Linked DNA regions of Mus musculus: regions 1, 2 and 3 are each linked to region 4. Evidence: chromatin contacts called from public HiChIP or PLAC-seq data. All regions are on one chromosome and are shown on one strand. Each heading gives the region's core, a stretch centred on a gene start, on an enhancer-like site or on the middle of the called end of the contact. The rest is flanking DNA. Distances are from core to core; before and after follow the strand shown.

Region 1 (3,218 bases), core at 493-2,992, 330 kb before region 4:
CCAGAATCCATAGGTGTCCTCTAATGTCAGTGGAAATAACAAACTGTGTTATATGTGACAGAGCCTAGACCCTGAAATATAAATGAGATAGCTAGAGTCCAGGCAAACTTAATTCACACAGTAAGTTTGAGGCCAGCCTGGGGTCTCTATGACAGTCTCAAAAAACCATATCTTCGGGCTGAAGAGATGGCTCAGCGGTTAAGAGTACTGACTGCTCTTCCAGAGGTCCTGAGTTCAATACCCAGCAACCACATGGTGGCTCACAACCATCTGTAATGGGGTCCAATGCTGTCTTCCGGTGTAACTGAAGACAGTTATAGTGTACTCATATAAATAAAATAAATAAATTGGAAAAAAATTTAGGAGGGAGGTTAACACCTTTGTGTAGAATAGCTCATTGATTCTAAAATTAAGAAACTAAGGCCAGGACCCAATGGACTAGCCAAGCTTTGAGCTTAGGTCTTTTGATGCTGTAATCACCCTCCTAGCCCAATGTATCGTTTTAGACTCACATTGCTACAGTAGCCAGGAAAGAGGAAAAAACTGAAAGAGGATGTATCTAAATGTCAATATATGGTGAGTGTAGATGGTAGTCCTCTGGCCTATAGAAGTGTATGTGTGTGTGTGTGTGTGTGAGTGTGTGTGTGTGTGTGTGTGTGTGTGTGTGTGTGTGTGTGTGTGATTTGATTTATCATCAGTGTGCCTGTGTGCACGGGTGAGTGAGGTCCATGGGAGGTTGTTCAGTCCCCTCTCGTTTACTTTCCACCTTCTTCTTTGGAGACAGAAACTGAAGCTTGGGATCTAACTAGGCTGTCAGTCGGCAAGTCCCAGTGGTCCCCCTGTCTCTGGCCCACACAGTACTGGGGTTAACCAGCACAACCCTGGTCTTCATGCTTGTCCATCAAACACTCACAACTACTGAGCCATCTTCCTAGCCTCCTGACTTGTTGTTGATATATACACACACATGCATATACATATATACATACACACATATATAATATAATGTGTGTATATGCTTATGTACACATGTGCACACATGTGTGAGTCACGGTGTGCATTTAGAGTTAACATGTGGTGGTTTTTATCTTCTATTTTGAGACAGGATTTGTTTGCTGACCCTCAAGCTTCTGGGAACTCTTTTGTCCTGCCCCATATGACTGTAGGAGTTCTGGGGTTCTAGAGAGTGTTTCTGTGTCCAGCTTTACCCAGGTTATCAGGATTTGAACTCAGGTTCTAACTTTTGTGTGTGTGGCAAACCCTTCATCCACTGAACTATCTCCCCAGCCTGTATTATATTTTTGGTGGGGTGGGAGAAAAGGAAGGAAATTATGTAAGAGAAACTGGGTGGCCTGCAAATCCCTAAAATAGTTACCATTTGCCTCTTAGCAGAGAAAGCATTTGCTATGACTTGGACTACATTGTTACCCTTATTTGCTATTGTGGTTGTTCAAATTTTGACACAATGTTTCATTATGTAGAGCTTGAAACTCATTATGTAGCCCTGGTTAGCCTCAAACTTGTCACATTACCACACTAAACTAATACTGACCACTTTCCAGGACAGGTCTATATTGGGGGTGTGGGGGGGGGGCACAAGGACAACGAGGCTAGCACACAGTTAAAGCTCTGTGTTCTCTGTGCGTTAGACAATACTGACAGCAGACAAAGGCAAGCAGCCTGGCTGGTGAGAACAGGACCACGGGGACCTGCCACCTCTGTATGTGAAGACTGGGAAGCAGGCTGGGTCTGCAAAGTGAGGCCAGAGGCTGTCCTTGTGCTCTTGGCTTGAGAATTTGATGAGTCACAGTTTCTGGCAGCCCCAAGAATCGAATCTGAAGGCACATTGAAGGTGAAAGATGAGAAATAGCCCGTGGTTGTAGCAAGCCACCGTCTGTCCCAAGCCTTTCGACACTGGAAGGTCTGGATTGAGCGAACAGATAGGGGCCTCTCTGAGGAGGCAAGGCACAGGGCCGTCCTGAGCTAGGGTCTGCACTCAGGGAGCAGCACTGCCAGTCTGGCCCAGACGGCTTCTCTTAATGACTTGGACTTTTCTTCTCTCTGGTGCCTTGAGTCCCCTCTGGTACCAGTAAGCCAGATGTCCAGAGCCCTTGGCTGTCCCCAAACTGCTTTGTCCCTAAACCTGCTCTCTCCTGTGGTACCAAGTGTCCCCATTTAAAACGTTCTTCTTCATTAAGACTCCAGTTTGGGCCTCTGCTCACCATCACCTTTTTTTCTCTCATCTTTGCCGCATCCACTAAAGTTCTGTGTACACAACTACTGTTAGCGTAATCTGACCTGCCGTACCTCTGATAAAACTCCACAGTCAGGATAAGCCAAAGAGGGGGGTGGGGGGAGAGGGAGAGAGAGAGGGGGAGAGAGGGAGAGAGAGAGAGAAGAAACAGAAAAAGACAGGAAGGGAGAGAGGGAAGAAAACACAGGCAGGAGGATAGAAGGAGGAAGGAAAGACAGGTGCAATGGAAGGGCCAGACAGTGCTCAGTACTTAAGAGCCTGTTGCTCTTGTAGAGGACCCGGGTTCGGGTCCCAGCACCCACATGGTAGGTAGCTCACAACCACTTCAGTTCTAGAAGATCTGACATCTTTTTCTGACCTCGTTAGGTACCATACCTACATGTAGGCAAAATGCTCCTATGCATAAAACAAGCCTGAGAGAAAGAAAAAGAGAAAGAAAAGGAAAAAGAAAAAGAAAAAGAAAAAAAAAAGAAAGTTGACTTGCCTTTGCTAAAGGAAATCTTTCCCAAGTGAAAGAGGGGGTGTCTTTCCCTGGTTGCTGTTTTCTGTATTATAGTGATTGGTAATGGGAGGTAGCCCTCTCTTCTTGGCTGTTGGTCAATCTATTTTTTTTGGATTTTGCTGATCATGTAACAGTAGCGTGTATATCTTTCTCCTCTTACTGGATCATTAAAAAACAAAACAAACAAACAAAAAACCAAACCTTCCCCTAATTTGTTTGCTATGGAGTCCAAGATTATTAAGTATACCCAGGGGACGGGGCCATGCTGATGTGGAAACAGGACTTTGGTTTATAACAATGCTCCTGCTTGCTTTGGTTTGCCTGTACCAATTTGGAAAAATTCCCAACTCACCCCCACGGCTGATACTAGGCTCAGCTTAGGCTCGTAGTGGTTCCCCATCAAGGAAGCCGCAGCATCTTACAGCTTTCCTACATGGGACTCCCCAGCTTAGAGCAAGACAT
Region 2 (2,943 bases), core at 144-2,643, 300 kb before region 4:
CCAGGCTGGCTTTGAACTCCTGATCCTCCTGTCTTCACCTTCCAAGTACTTAGATACCAGGTGTATGCTACTGTGTTCATTAAATGTTGTCAGTTTGACAAAAGTAGTGTTACCTGGAAATTCCTCAATGTAGGAATTACCTCCATCAGATTGGCCTGAGAACATGTCTGTAAAAGGCTTTTTTTTTTTTCTTGATTAACTCTTGTAAGATATGCTTTTCTTGCTGTGAAGAGACATCCGTGACCATGGCAACTTATAAAAGAAAGCATTGAATTGGGGGCTTGCTTACAGTTTCAGAGGGTTATCAGTTCATGATCATCATGGCAAGGGAGTGTGGCAGCACGCAGGCCAGCAAGTATGGTGCTGGAGAAGGAGCTGAGAGCTCACACCTGACCCACAAGCACAAGGCAGAGAAGGACACTGACTGGGCTTTTGAAACCTCATAATCCACCTGAAGTGACCACTACCTGCCAAGGCCACACCTAAACTTTCCTAAACAGTTCCACTGTGGACTGAGCATTCTTATATGAAATGGCCTATGGGGCCCCTTCTCATATAAACCACCACAATAATGTGGAAGGCCCAGCCCACGGTGCTGTGTCCTTGTTGGCCTGGTGGTCCTGAATTGTATAAGAAAGCAGGCCAAGAAAGCCGGCCATGGAAAGCATCCCTCCATGGTCTGCCTCAGTTTCTGCTTCCAGCTTCTTCTTGAGTTCTTGCCCTGACATGGCTCCATAATGGACTGTGACGTGGATGTGTAAGCCAAATAAGCCCTTTCCTCCCTAAGTTAATTTTGGTGTTTATCACAGCAACAAAAAGCAAGCTAGGACAGCTAGTCTGCCGGGTCAGAGTTTCAATTTTTACATAAATCCACCCAGTGTGATGTGATGGTTTAGAGGACCACCTTTGAGGTCAAAGCTCCCCCCATGGTCTTGTCTGTTTGGTGTGCTGAAGATCTAAACCAGTGTTTTGATCAAGGTATGCAAACACTATGCCACTGAACTAACTCCTGGCTCCATTTTTAAATTTTAAGATGAAATATCTCCAACTTTATTTATACTTTGCTCCGATATATACTGTATTTTATGCTGAGTGCTATGTTGGGGTATTTGACAGTCTAACTGGAGGAAAGAGGTCTGTGGGAACTTCTGTATATCCCGTGTCCTTTCCAGTGGGGTGTAATTAGGTTCATGGCCAGCTGTTGCTAACACTATTAACCCGGCTATGTGGCTTCCGAGCCAGTGTTTGGTGCAGGCTAATACTTCAATGCTGTGTGCGCATGCACACATGCATAGGAACAGTTTCTTTCTCTCATATCTTAGTCATGCACTGATGCAAACGGTAGTTACAGCAAAGCTTTTGGAATTCAGAATAGTACCGAATGAGTAGCTGAGGTGGCTCAGAGGATAAGAGCACTTGCCACAAGCCTGATGACATGACTCAGATCCCTGGAGACCTCATGGTGGAAGGAGAGAACTGACTAATGCAAGTTGTCCTCTGATCTCCACTCATTTATGCCTGCCCTCCCTCCCTCACCCCCCTGCAAATAATTAAATATTATCAAATGTATTTCTAGAAGCAATATATTACTATTATATATAAAAGCAAATACATATTGGCATGGTCTTTACATTGTGGTTCTATTTTAACTTATAGATGAGTTAAAGTTTATAAATAATACTACCTTAGTAAGGTTTCATTTGGCCTGATCAGATTTTCCCTGTATTTAGAATATCTATGGGCGCTGGAGAGATGGCTCAGCAGTTAGAGCACCGACTGCTCTTCCAGAGGTCCTAAGTTCAATTCCCAGCAACCACATGGTGGCTCACAACCATCTGTAGATGACCTGATGCTCTCTTCTGGAGTGTCTGAAGACAGCAATGGTGTGCTCATACACATTAAATAAATAAAATAGTCTATGAACCCAGCTCAGTAGTAGAGTGCTTGTCTGGCATGAAAAAGGCCCCATGATCATGACAGTTCACACTGGCAACTGGACAGTGTGGTTCACACCCAAATCCCAGCACCCATATCCCAGAGAGAGGATCAGGAGTTCAAGGTCGTCTTCAGGTACAAAGCCTGAAGCTAGCTTTGGCGATATATATATATATATATATATATATATATATTAGACCCAGGCTCAGGAAAACCACAAAGTGTAAAATCCTTGCCACCCAAGCCCACTGACCCAAGTTCAACCCTCCAGGACCCACACAAATACCATCAGAGAATAGACTCAACAAATATGTCCTCTCATCTCTGTCCCAACCTGGCTCAAACCCTTCCTCAATTATCATACACATATACCCCATAATAAAAATTTAAACACCCGAAGTAAGTAAAAATAGCTGATATGATTGATTTCATAATGTCTATGTCTTCTTTCTCCGGACTGGTCTGCGGTTTCTTTCTTTCTTTCTTTCTTTCTTTCTTTCTTTCTTTCTTTCTTTCTTTCTTCCTTCCTTCCTTCCTTCCTTCCTTCCTTCCTTCCTTCCTTCCTTTCTTTCTTTTTATTTATTTATTATATGTAAGTACACTGTAGCTGTCTTCAGACACTCCAGAAGAGGGAGTCAGATCTTGTTACAGATGGTTGTGAGCCACCATGTGGTTGCTGGGATTTGAACTCCGGACCTTCGGAAGAGTTGTTGGGATTTGAACTCCGGACCTTCGGAAGAGCAGTCGGGTGCTCTTACCCACTGAGCCATCTCACCAGCCCTTGTTTCTTTCTTTTATACAACCACATCTACCTTAGGCCTTCCATACTTCCCTGGTACCTTCTGCCTCTCTTTAGAGCAGCCACCTGGGACTCTGAAACAAAGGAGCTTTGTGAAGACTGAGGACCGGTTCTTCAGACAGGGTTTAACTACTTGCTGCAAGCCAGTTGGATCTGGAGTGGCTTAAGTCACATTTGTATGCTCACAGAAGGGGGTGCTAGGAGTTGGG
Region 3 (3,220 bases), core at 156-2,655, 310 kb after region 4:
TACATATGTATATATACATATCTATATATACAGACCTGCACACCTATAATCCCAGCACTGAGGAGGCAAAGGCTGAAAGGGTCAGAAGTGCCAGGTCAGTTCCTTGCTACTCAGTAAGTTAGAGGCCAGCCAGGCATACATGAGATCTTGTCTCCAAAAAAAATCATTTCCTCAGTTATTCATAGAACCAACTTCTGGAGAGGTCTAAAACAATGTAAACATAAGCTAAAAGGATAAATGGTAGAGAAGTATTTATGTTCCTCTCTGCAGACTTTATTTAAGCTTTGACATCAGTCAGTGAATATAGTTTGGATTTTTAAGTTCTAAGTTTTGATTCTCTTGCATGTTTGTTAAAGGCACCAATAGTTTTTCTCTTTGATAATTCTCTGCCACTTTATATTATTTGTTTTTATTGAAACTTAACTTTTGGCCTACATCTCTCTCTGTCTCTCTCTCTCTCTCTCCCCCTCTCTCCCTCCCTCCCCCTCCCTCTCTCTCTCCCTCTCCCTCTCTCTCTGTTTCAAGACAGGGTTTCTCTGTGTGGCCCTGGCTGTCCTAGAACTCACTCTGTAGGCCAGGCTGTCCTAAAACTCAGAAATCTGCCTGCCTCTGCCTCCCAAGTGCTGGGATTAAAGGCGTGCGCCACCACTGCCCAGCTATTTATTTGTTCAATTACTTATTTATCTTGAGACTGTGTCTCTATAGTCTTGGCTATACTGGAGTCTATTACATAAACATAAACCAGGATGGCCTTTAACTCATAGAGATCTGCCCTCTGCTCCTGCCTCTTGGGCGATAGCATTAAGTTCTGTATCAATATATACAGCTGTATTTATTATGTTGTGATGTGTGTTTGTGTGTGCAGAAGCACCTTTGTGCTGGTGCACATGCCATGTATACACACATGAATATGGATGTCAGGCGTCTACCTCAGATGTCCTTTTTCATAAGCCTTCCACCTTTTTTTTTTTTTTTTTAAAAAAAACAGGGTCTCTAAGTGGGATTTTGGGGCTCTCTGAGTCGGCTCAGCTGCTTGGTCAGCTAGTGATCCCCAGGGAGTGATTCCCCGTCTTCCTTTCCCCAGCACTGGGGTTACAAGTGTGCCCCATGCCCTCCTTCTTCACATGGGTTTTGATTGTTTGCATGACAAGCACTGATTGCTGGAGCTCCCTACCCAGCACAACCCTTGACATAATCTCCTATCTTTTCTGTTTCTAGACAAAGCCTTTGCTTATCTACTCAGAACCTGTAACTGCTCAGGCTTGCAGTTTTCCAACTCTCTAGCTATTATTTCCCCCAGTTCTAACTTTCCAATTACTTTGTCTTCAACCACTCTGTTTTCTTTATCCCCCGGCCTCATGAGCTCATTCGCTGGAGCTGTTCCTTCCCTACACTCCCTTGATGACGTTCTCAAGTCTCATGACTCATGATGTGTGTGCTGGTGACTGTCTTGTGGACATGTCCACTGTGGTGTTTCATAGGCAATCTCAAATCTTCAGAATTGGGCTTCTGGTAGCTCTGTCACGGCTGCTTTTCCTCCTTTGTCTGTTCTGTAAACGACCCTTGGCTCTCAGGCCTGTCCTTTATATCTACCTTCAGGATGTAACCAACACTCTACTTGATAGCACCTCGTTCTGCCTCCTCTCTGTTTACCACCTCATATCTAGGCCATTATAGTAGGGTCTGTTTGTTTGTCTTTCTGTCTATTTGTTTGTTTGCGACAGGGCCTTACCTATTTGTACCCTTGGCTGGTCTAGAACTCACTGTGTACAACAGGCTGACCTTAGATTCACAAAGAATCAGCCTCCCAAGTGGTGGGATTGAAGGCGAGTGCCACCATGCCCAGCCTTGCCTGTTCCTAACTCCCTCCCAGTTTAGCTCCCTGCTGCTGTTATTCATAACACAATTGGCTTGAACAAGTAAGAGTTTGCTTTTGGCTTCTTTTCACCTAAAACTTTTCAGGGGCTTTCTGTTTGAAGCACACTTGAAGGTCCTTGTTCTGACCTGTGAGTCCTATGCTCTGGCTGTGACTGGCTGCTTCTGCGACTAAGTCTCTCTGGTCTCCACGTCTTGCCTGGCTTCTGAACCTCACTCCAGTTGCAGGAGTCAGCAGTAAACACATCCCATTGGCTCCTGACTAAGATTGCTTCCAGCTGCCTCTCACTCTGCGTTTGCTATATAAAAAAACAATTTGGTTGTATGAGGGGGTGGGGGTGGGGAGCCAAGCTCAGATCTTCAGGCTTGGAGGCGGTGCTTTTAGCTGCAAAGCCTTGTCCTGCTGGCTTCACTCTATCTACATTTTGTGGACACTTTTCCCTTCTCAGTGGTACCACCCTCTGCTGTCCCGTGTCCAGCCATTATGTATGTAGAGACTGTCTTACTTGGACATCTATGTCAGTCTTGGTTCTCAGCTCGGTGAAGGCAGGGGCACTTGGAGGCAGACCCTTCTCCCTTCCAGATCCCCAGCATCACGGCAGTGATCTCCCTCCCTCCCTATTTCCCAGTCTAGATCTAAACCCTGCCGCTTTGGCACCTTCCTCTAGCCCCTGCATTTTATAGTTACCAGTGGACATGGCTATTTCATTACAAAAGGTGGCCATCTGAAGAACAAGTCTAGGTTTTTCATACAACCACTTTTAAAGGCAGTTCAGAGGTTTGTCTGAACATGAAGAACGTTTTAGGGCTTTGTAGAATATTTTTCAAAAACTGTTGTTTCTTTTGGTGCTACAGATCAAACCCAAGTCCTCAATGCACACTAGGCCAGTGCTCCACCACCGAACTGCACGTTAGCCTGTCTCTGTGGTCTCACTGTGTGCCTAGTGGTCTCAGTGTGTGCCTAGGCTGGCCTCAAACTCACTACCTAGCTCAGGATGGCCTTGTCCTGCCTGGCCCACTGTTCCTGACCCCCTCAAATTTATGTGTTTAATGCCTCAGCAGCATTCTTTCCATCTCTGCCTGCTGCTGCTGTCTGTTGCTGCCTGCTGCTGCTGCTGCAGCACTAATTGTGTCCTCTTCGCCTGCTGTTTTGTTTTCCCTCTGGCCTCTTTGGGTCTCATATACCAAATTTACTTCCTAGAATGGCACCATAATTATTTTCTAAAATTCAGCAAACCAGGAGTAAGCAGCACAGGCCTGCTGTCTCAGCATTCTAGAGACAGACAGAGTTCAAGCCAGCCATGGCTACATAGCCTGGTTACAGGATATCTCAGTGCAAGCAGGA
Region 4 (3,016 bases), core at 486-2,985:
CAAATCAGTCATTGTTTTCTGAAAGGCCAGGTTATCTCCGGGATTTTTTTTCCCCCCCTCGGAGGCTCAACCAATCCCCACCTTTTCTGAGTTAACCAGTCTCCAGGCAAGCCGCGCTTCTTGATTGGCTCGGAGACACCGAGTAGAAAAAGCAGCCAATCCTTCGCAAGCCAGACCTGTGCTATGGAGACGTTACAACCACTGCATGGCAAGAGTGTGTACAAACCTGTCGGTACAGCAAGGCCACCTCCCACTCCTAAAGACATGTGCGGAAGGATTCCCTAAAGCCAGCGGGCCCTGCCTCCGATCTGGCTGGCATCGAGTTAAAAAAAAAATTCTTCCCGCTCTCTTTTTGGGGCAGGAATAAAGAAAGTGTTGTAACCAAAAGCGCGAGCGGGATAAACTGCCCCGCGGTCTGACTCCGTCTCTCGAAGCCCGGTTTTCGGAGAGCGAGAGGGAAAGTTACGGATGGGAAGGGGTGAGGGTCGCGGGCGCACCCGCCCGGAGGGAGGCCAGCCTGCCGGTGTGGAGTGAGCTTGCGAGCGAGCGTGCGTGCGTGTGGTTTGGAAGTGAGTAAATAAACAGCTCTACGGGCACTACCAGCCCGGGCAGGCGGCCCAAGTTCCCACAAGGCTCGGCCTGGGAAAACGGCGGGGCGCTCGCAGGGGCGCGAGGTCAAGTCGGGGCGGGAAGGCACCCGGAGAATCCGGGGGCGGGAGGGGTGTGTCGGGGCCTGGAGGCCCGCCAGGCGCTGGAGGAGCTGCCGGGGAAGCTGCCGCGGCGCCCGCCTTCGCTCGGCCTCGGGCCCCGCGCCAGGGCCCGCCTCCCGCGACGCCTCACTCCCCTTCCGCCCGCCCGCCCGCCCGGCCCGTGCCTGCCCGGGGTTGCCGCGTCTCTCGCTCGCCGCCCGCCTCGGGCCCTCCTCCTCTGGGACTCCGCGCTCCCGGGATCCCCTCCCGCTCTTTTCCTCCCCGAGTCCCGCCGCCCGCCTCGCCAACCTCCGCCTTTACCTGCTGCGGGAGCGGGGCGTCGAAGCCCCCGGGCCGTGTCGTCGAGTAAGCGCCGCGGGTCCGCAACCCTTTCCCGCCGCCGCCAGCCACTACGCTCTCCGGCGCGGCGCGGCGCGGCGCGGGGCTGGCGAGCAGCTGTGTCCGCGGGGCGGGGGTGGGGGAGACGCAGCGAGCGTGCGGAGCGAGGACACACTGCCGCTCTCCGTCCGACCGGGGAAGAGCAGCCGCGCAGGAGCCCGCCGCGAGAGGGCGGGTGGGCGGCCGCGTGGGGAGGGGTCTCGCGGCCGCCGCAATGGCTGCCACGTAGCCAGGTGGATCTCCGCCCCCGCCCCGGGGCCGCGACCTCTGCTGCTCCGCACACCCCCCACCCACCCACCCCGGGCTCTCCAGGATGCGTCGGCCCGCGCCCGCCACGGCGCCGGCCCGGAGACCCGAGCCCACCGGTGCTGGCGCCTCGCTGGCTCCGTTACGAGAAGTGAGTCCCGGGCCTGGCGGGAGGCGCAGCCCGGGACCCGCGGGGCCCCCCGAGGCTCTCCCGGAAGCTTGCGGCCCGCCGCTGTCCCCCGAGGGCTCCGGGGAAAGGCAGGCGCTGGGACCCCCCCTACTGCTGCCCGTGTAAGCGCCCCGGTGAGCCGCGGCCGGGTCTAACCCTCACCTCTCTCCCGAGCCCGAAAAGCAAAACAAGGTCGTTCTGGCCCTGGGCAGCGAGGGAGGAACTAGGAGCTGGGGCGGGCGGGACTGCAGCTGCGAGGTCGGCGGGGCGAGGCGATGGGCCCCGCGCTGTCCCCCACGGGGGCCCGCTCACTCGGGGCGGACGGGCGGCGGCGCCCCGCGGGAACAAAGGGCCCCGCGGCCCCAGCAACCGGGACGGAGGCTGCCGGGATCCAGCCCGCGCCGCCAACGTGCGGTCGGAACCCGCTGGCCTGAGCCCAAAAGAGCTGCGGCCTTTGCCAGTGTGGAGCTGGAGTTTTCAGGTGCCAAGAAAAAGCAACAGTGTTCCCTTTCCCTGTTAACGATCCTGGATGATTAGCCCGTCCCCTAAGCCCGCTCCATGTTTTTCCTTGTTGGACTCTGACTTCCTTGCTTAATTTGTTCTGTCCTGACATGAAACGATCAGAGTACAAAAGTGTGTGTCTCTCTCTAGCCTTCTGATTAATGATGCTACTGGTCGTTTCGGAGTTTTTAGTTTTGTTCTTTTTGTTTTTGTGTCTGTTTTCTCCTGGACTTTCCTCTCTCTTTGCAATTACTTTGTATTTTTCACTGCCCCCCCCCCCCGTAGTAAAATAACCTCTTGATATTCATCCACATCAGAGAGACAGATTATCTGTCAATTGTTATGGCAATTATTTAAACTGAATGTAGATTTGGAAAGAATACAAGTGAAAAAAATCCCTTTAGATCTGGCTTGAACATTCTCACACTCAATGAGCAAATGGTCTAGTGGGGTTTTTTCTAGAAACTGGTGTATTTAAGCAAAGAAACTAGTGTACTTAAGCAAATAAATGTTCTAATGAAATCTCCCACACAGAAAAGAATATGAATGGATGTGTTTTTTATTTTCTTTGTCTTTTTAGAGATCTCTTGAGTTTCAGTGTTTAAAAATATATACTATACAAACATCTTTATTAAGGCTTATTCTAAATATGGTAAACAAAAGAAATTTAATAGTCTACAATCCCGAGCGTAAGTAGCTACTGCTGAGAACCTAACATTAATCTGTTTCTAAGCAGCTATTAGGAGCCTAATAACTGTAATATATGCCACTTTTGAAATGAAAGAAACTTAGTAATTATAGACTTCAAACAAACCTAGCAAATTTATATTAATTTTGTTCATCTGAAATATGTTCAACGTGATAATAAAAACTTGTATTTAAGTTCTTGAATTTCTTTTGAACATCTGTTAAGGATTTATCACATCTTAAGTCCAAATAATAAAAGGGGGGAATTCTTAAACATTAGAAAATATATTTCAAGGGACAGCACCACCCAATCTGAATTACTTTT

What was found. HiChIP or PLAC-seq counts read pairs in DNA pulled down with a chosen protein or histone mark.
Region 1: a FOXA1 HiChIP or PLAC-seq map of pancreatic cancer cells shows a contact between it and region 4. The contact joins the enhancer-like site here to the promoter of N4bp2 in region 4. A contact is called at or near these places in 3 of 39 promoter capture datasets (the 3T3-L1 cell line and the C10 cell line), 4 of 484 Hi-C or Micro-C datasets (B cells, the Ba/F3 cell line, myeloid progenitors and 1 more), 7 of 115 datasets of contacts at active chromatin or transcription factors (T-cell acute lymphoblastic leukemia, acute myeloid leukemia, bone marrow-derived macrophages and 4 more) and 2 of 9 other capture datasets (adipose tissue and liver).
Region 2: an HNF4G HiChIP or PLAC-seq map of pancreatic cancer cells shows a contact between it and region 4. The contact joins the enhancer-like site here to the promoter of N4bp2 in region 4. A contact is called at or near these places in 3 of 39 promoter capture datasets (the C10 cell line, pre-B cells and stem cell-derived epiblast-like cells), 1 of 15 datasets of contacts at CTCF or cohesin (the NIH/3T3 cell line), 1 of 484 Hi-C or Micro-C datasets (nephron progenitors), 4 of 115 datasets of contacts at active chromatin or transcription factors (T-cell acute lymphoblastic leukemia, large pre-B cells, microglia and 1 more) and 2 of 9 other capture datasets (liver and pancreatic islet).
Region 3: a contact with region 4 is called in an H3K27ac HiChIP or PLAC-seq map of extraembryonic endoderm stem cells. The contact joins the enhancer-like site here to the promoter of N4bp2 in region 4. A contact is called at or near these places in 7 of 39 promoter capture datasets (cranial neural crest, embryonic stem cells, liver and 2 more), 2 of 115 datasets of contacts at active chromatin or transcription factors (extraembryonic endoderm stem cells and pancreatic cancer cells) and 2 of 9 other capture datasets (adipose tissue and pancreatic islet).

What each region holds. Positions count from the first base shown.
Region 1 is chr5:66,088,860-66,092,077 of GRCm38.p6, reverse strand. All of the region lies in intron 3 of Rbm47 (RNA binding motif protein 47), which reads left to right. Among named protein-coding and RNA genes, the nearest start is that of Gm26725, 61 kb to the left of the region's middle. Within about 2 kb of position 1,742, at least 107 of the 459 cell types and tissues checked have an H3K27ac peak or open chromatin away from gene starts, as enhancers often do. A contact at or near this core is called in the Ba/F3 cell line, acute myeloid leukemia, adipose tissue and 4 more, where this site is marked.
Region 2 is chr5:66,057,486-66,060,428 of GRCm38.p6, reverse strand. The region is part of intron 3 of Rbm47 (RNA binding motif protein 47); the gene reads left to right. Among named protein-coding and RNA genes, the nearest start is that of Gm40310, 49 kb to the right of the region's middle. Within about 2 kb of position 1,393, at least 31 of the 459 cell types and tissues checked have an H3K27ac peak or open chromatin away from gene starts, as enhancers often do. A contact at or near this core is called in pancreatic cancer cells, where this site is marked.
Region 3 is chr5:65,456,251-65,459,470 of GRCm38.p6, reverse strand. The region is part of intron 3 of Smim14 (small integral membrane protein 14); the gene reads left to right. Among named protein-coding and RNA genes, the nearest start is that of Ugdh, 22 kb to the right of the region's middle. Within about 2 kb of position 1,405, at least 115 of the 459 cell types and tissues checked have an H3K27ac peak or open chromatin away from gene starts, as enhancers often do. A contact at or near this core is called in adipose tissue, extraembryonic endoderm stem cells and pancreatic cancer cells, where this site is marked.
Region 4 is chr5:65,762,240-65,765,255 of GRCm38.p6, reverse strand. It overlaps N4bp2 (NEDD4 binding protein 2), which reads right to left and starts at 1,735. Exons shown (of 20, transcript NM_001024917.1): 1 at 1,666-1,735.